2 separate regions of the Rattus norvegicus genome follow, and region 2 is linked to region 1. A link is a contact called in public Hi-C data. All regions are on one chromosome and are shown on one strand. Each heading gives the region's core, a stretch centred on a gene start, on an enhancer-like site or on the middle of the called end of the contact. The rest is flanking DNA. Distances are from core to core; before and after follow the strand shown.

Evidence for each region. Hi-C and Micro-C count contacts between places; a contact is called where the count stands out from the background.
Region 2: a contact with region 1 is called in a Hi-C map of liver, with 5 times the contacts expected there. The contact joins two enhancer-like sites. A contact is called at or near these places in 5 of 12 Hi-C or Micro-C datasets (hepatocytes, kidney, liver and 1 more).

The regions. Positions count from the first base shown.
Region 1 is chr15:9,996,684-9,999,398 of GRCr8, forward strand. No RefSeq gene overlaps it. Among named protein-coding and RNA genes, the nearest start is that of Nr1d2, 43 kb to the left of the region's middle. Within about 2 kb of position 1,313, at least 10 of the 93 cell types and tissues checked have an H3K27ac peak or open chromatin away from gene starts, as enhancers often do. A contact at or near this core is called in liver, where this site is marked.
Region 2 is chr15:10,384,524-10,387,223 of GRCr8, forward strand. The region is part of intron 1 of Thrb (thyroid hormone receptor beta); the gene reads right to left. Among named protein-coding and RNA genes, the nearest start is that of Thrb, 76 kb to the right of the region's middle. Within about 2 kb of position 1,433, at least 5 of the 93 cell types and tissues checked have an H3K27ac peak or open chromatin away from gene starts, as enhancers often do. A contact at or near this core is called in liver, where this site is marked.

The DNA.
Region 1 (2,715 bases), core at 63-2,562:
CTCCAACGAGAAAACAGAGACCTCAACTCCAGATGCCTTCCACTGTCGCTGACCAGGCATTTATGTACACACTGATTTAAAAAAAAAAAACAAAAAAACATTTTTCAAATTATTTCCTAATCCAGGCAACTTAATGGCAAGTAAGCTAGTCTTTAAAGTCAGCTCTATGAGGGTGGCAGACCTGTCTAGCTCTTGGGAATTCTTCACGTGCACACACAGATTTTTAAGACAACCGTGTACCACAGTAAAGCTCTCTCAGTCTTGACAAGATGCAGCCCTTTCCCATCAGTGCAATCTTACGGTTTCCGACCACCTTTATCTTTTCTGAAAAAGACTTTTTCAGTGGCTTTGGATGTAGTTATACTGCCCTCGTGGGAGCCCACTGACGGGGAAAGAGGTACATCTGCGAACGAAGAGGGACCATTTCCTTCCTCCCTCATCAAATTCTCATCGGAAAGGTCAGGAGTGAGTTCAGCGGTTACATTGAAGCTGCTTTTGAGGGTCTTAATGTTATTCCATCGGTTAAATAGTCAGATGTTACCACGAATCCCTCAACTTTACCATCACAGTCACCTGCGGATGGCGTGAGGCATACCTCTGATTACTTGCTGAGAGCCTCCATCCAAACCTTATTACATACAGTGAGGTCAAGTGAAAAAGGAGGCTCCGGAACGCACAGGCTCAGAGCTCCATCAATCTGACTGCTGTTTGGAACCCAGATGTCTTCTTTGTCCACGAACAGTGAAGGAGCCAGCGGAGCAAAGATGAGCATTTGTAAAATGTCTAAATAACAAATTTTTCACAGTGGAGGCCGAGGCAAGAGCTCAAGCCCTGAGAGCTACATCAGGAGACCCTCCCTCCTGTATCAAGGAGAAAGGCTGCGTTACCTGCTAATTCTCAGTTGCCCAGCAGGAGGCGCTCCAGCACCAGAGATTTCACCGCAGGTTACAATCCAGAGACATGAGACCCGTTTTGGCTAGCGTTTGTTTTTCAGGCTAAAAAGGAAAGCTGTTAGGAAAAATAAACAGTTTATCAGGGACTGGACGAAGACGGTTGAGGGGAAAGACAAGCTGTCTCATCAAGGGCAGGGAAAATGTCCCTGCACAAGTAAAAGCCGAGCCGCCTATAAGCATGGTTTTAAAAAAACAAAACAAAACAAAACAAAACAGAAAAACAAAAACAACAACGAAACTTCAGAGGAGGAAGAAAAACAAAAGTTTGGAAATCAGAGGGAACCAGAGGACGTAGAGACCGTCCACAGGCCTTGGTAGATCAGCGGGAGCAGCGGAGGGAGTGCGCTTGGGAAATGAGATTGAGTTTGCACTTAGGGTGCTGGCAGGTCCCAAGTGCACAAGCCACGTAGGTCTGACCTGGGCTGGCTTTGACCTCAAGATCCTGGAAATCACCCTGGTATTGCCGGGAAGTGAAGTTAGTAGAATGAGACGGGGCTGGGGCTGTTTGACAGCCTAATTAAGTCATTTACGGCGGAAATGGTTGTATTTAGGGAGTGCCATTTGTGTTGGCCTATCGAGGGTTATGGCGATGCCCCGAAGGCCAGGGTTTACTCCTGCACTTGACTGGTAAAATAGCTTTTCTTCAGAATTTTTTTTTAAACGATTTATTTTACTTTTAATTCCGTGTGTGCGTGTGTGTGTGTGTGCGTGTGTGTGTGTGTGTGTGTGTGTGTGTGTGTGTGTGTGTGTGTGTGAATGTATAGGTGCTCTTGGGAGGTCAGAAGTGACAGATCCCTGGAGATGGACTTAGAAACTCTTGTGAGCCAACTGAAGTTGGTGCTAGGAACCAAACATAGGTCCTTGGAAAGAGAGAGCAGTCTGTGATACTGACCAGATAATAAATAAATAAATAAATAAATAAATAAATAAATAAATAAATGTGGGAGAGTTCAGGAGAGGTGGCTGGTGAGACGTCCTAGCAGACTGCAGAGTGCTGGGGTCATAGGTCTTCCGTATTTGGGATTCTTGGTGTGCGTGTCCATGTGTGCATGCGTGTTGTGAGCACTTGGCGTGCTCTCCCATGGTGGTTGTTTACGTTGTGCATCTTCTCACATCTTTCCTGTGACCGTGTCAGCTATGTTGATTGGTAACAACGCACAGGAGAGCCTAGCAGGGCCATGTACTTACTGGCTCGCCCTTGACAGACGGTTGGTCCTCCTCTGTTTGGGGAAGGGAGCACACAGCTTTAGGAGGGACACACGTGGAGCAGTGAGGGAGGGAGGGAGGCCTAACCAGCCAGATCAGCGGAAATAATCCTGGGGACATCTGGGGACATTCAGATCAGCTGAAGCAACAGTCGGGTGACAGATGTCTTTGAACAGCTGTTTGGAACCCCAGGTAGAGAACAGGTAGCTAGCTACTCTCCTGTCTCCACTCTTCATCATCGCACTGAGGTTATGAAACTGCGCACAACCCGGCTGGCTTTTTTGCTTGGTGCTGGGTTTGAACTCAGCTCCTTAGGATTCCACAGCAAGAGCTCTTACTCACTGAGACATCTCCATAGCCTACCAAATTATTAAGTTTTTAACTTAAAAACTTTCAAACTCGCAGAGAGGGAATTCTCAGGGTACTGCCCACTCCTATTTTTCCATCCCTCACTCCTCCCTCCCTCCCTCCCCCTCCCTCCCTCCCTCCCCCTCCCTCCCTCCCTCTCTACCTCCCTCCTTCCTTCCTTCCTTCCTTCTTTCCTCTTTTACTTCTT
Region 2 (2,700 bases), core at 183-2,682, 390 kb after region 1:
AGTAAAAACAGGGATGCTCTCCCTTAACATCTGGATAACAGATGCTTTACCGAACAGATTTCACCAACAGCAAAACGTTAGAGTTTTACATGGACAGTTGTTTGCTCACTACGTGTTATCATTCCTGACCTCACCAGAACTGCAGTGGCCCATATTTTACCTGGGACTCTTCAACCTGTGAGGTAGATTTATCTTTGTCAGACACAAAACATAACTGCAAACAAAAAAGAATTTGGAAGGGTCACGTATTTTTCTTTGTTTTCTGTGTGTATGTGGTCTACGCATGTGCACATGCTTATGTATGTGCAAGGGTGTATGTAAGGGTGCACACCAGAAGGCCAGAGGTCTCCTTCAGCTCTCCTCCTCCATTACTTCTCCAGCTATTTAATTAACAATTAATTAATTAACAATTAATCAATTAACAATTAATTAATGATGGTATGACATTTGGGACTCTAGAAACTTCAGAGTATATAAATGCTAAAGCCCCAATAGGGGGGTTGTTGGTTGGTTGTCAGTCGAGGTTTGTTAAGTAGTTTCGAGCAACTAAGAAACAACAAGAAGAAATTAGATATCCTCCCATGGAAGATCAAACTTGCCCCAAGGAACTTGAAGTCCCTAATCAGCAGGAATTAGTTGCCCCTTTTCCAGCCCCTGACTTTATTTTGGGATCTCTTTCCTTTCCTCTCTATCCTTTCCTCTCTCCTATCCAGTGTTGCGGGGTCGGAAGGGTAGAAGAAAAAAAAAAGGGTAGAGAGGGTGGAAGGAAGAAGAACCCACAGAGTAGTAAGAGACAGGTGACAGGCTAGATTAGCCAGGGAGCCTCCTGGCTGGGCCTTGCCCAGGATCAGGTTACAGGTCTGTACTGCAGAGCCCATTCCTGTGGATGCTGGGGACAGCCACGCAGGTCTTCATACTGGAAAGGCAAAGGCTTTACCAACTGAGACATCTTTCCAGGTCCACACCTTTTGCTGTCCCTATAATAGTTTTACATTGTTAAGATCACACACATCAACAATTGTAAGGCAGAGAAGGAATCGATTTAAGATCATTAGGAAAAGGGGAGTGTGAATTTCCCAGTAAACATTACAGACAGTCCTGAGTATACAGACAAGAATGATCATGGTCACATGATGGGGTCCAATCCTCGGTACCGTGGCAGCGCTCACATCTAGGTTTTAATCTCTTAGTGAACAGGGGCAACAGTGAGCTGGCCCCCAGTCTCCAAGGCAATGTGCAGATAGAGTGAGAAAGACTGTCTTGCAGGCACTGAGCTAATGGTGTTAGCATTCTTAGGTCTGCTGGACCAATTACAGAGTTTAATCCCTGATATTAACACATCTGAAGAAAGGAAAGGTCAGGTCCTGGAGCTTGGCCACTTCAGATAAACTGAGCTCAAAGGAAACAAACTTTGGCAGTGAGTATCAGGCACTGCCCACAGGAAGAAAGTGGAGTCCAATAGCTATAAGCACCCAGTTAGCGACCTCGGGTGGGAGCACGGGCATTTCCCTGGCCTTCTCCATGGCTCACAGAAATGTCCTTCAAGACTGTGGCTGTCAGTGGCTCAGAGAACTCTACTGATCACCTGACTGCACATTCGACACTCTAAGGATCCAAGGGAAGGTTACGGGAGGCTCCTAGGTCTACAGATTTCTGTTCTCCTAGGAAACATTTCCCCTTTATTTTCACTAAGATTCACTCATGTGCAGACCTTCAAGGCTCATGGGTGAAAGGCCTCACCGTTTTCTTCATTGTTTGAAAAATGCTATTTATTTAGCATTGACATTTTTAGAAGGACAATTTCAAATACACTCCCAACTTTCGCAGGAATCAAATAGCTAATTTCAGTCTCTAGAACACTAATGTAAACAGATCGCACCCAGCATGCATGGTCACTACCCATGGTCTGAACCACTCCTTGAGTAGCCGATACTCTTTTAAACACAGGAAAATCTCTTTATCGAGTCATCTTTTCCCCCAAAACTGGCTTCTCTCTACAATGTATTCAGGAATTTCTCTCATTCCCATTTTTGGTGAAATTCGTTGTGATGAATAATTCTTTTACCCTTCACTCTCAGCCCAGAACTCATAAATACAATAAAATATTAGATTCCTAAGTCAGTTGTTTATGTCAGCCAGATTCTACCCTGAAAGTTACATCTTTTTACATGATAAAAGATTCAACAGTCTTTAACACAAAAATAGAAACCCAAGGAAGACAATAAAAGGTATTTTTCTTTTGAATTTAATTCTTTGCTTTGCTGATATAATTTTTTTTATTAACTTGAGTATTTCTTATATACATTTCAAGTGTTATTCCCTTTCCCGGGAAGACAATAAAAGGTATTTTTCTTTTGAATTTAATTCTTTGCTTTGCTGATATAATTTTTAATCGATTTTGACATATAAGGCAGAAATAGTCAACTATTTATATCTTTACCTGATAAGTATACATTTCTGTTAGCCTCCTTTCTCTTATAGGTGAAGAAAATTGCACGCACCTATGAATTTGTCAGTGACAAGGAAGTGGCACTGGAATAAATCTTGGTTTTCACCCCACTACTCAGATCTCACACTTCTGGATGGGCTGACCCGTGTTTCACAACTGGATGTCACTTGGCTTCCCTTCCTCTCTCAGAATGAGTGAAACAGCAGTGTATCATACTGTTGTCATTACACCACATCCTGACACATCGTGAC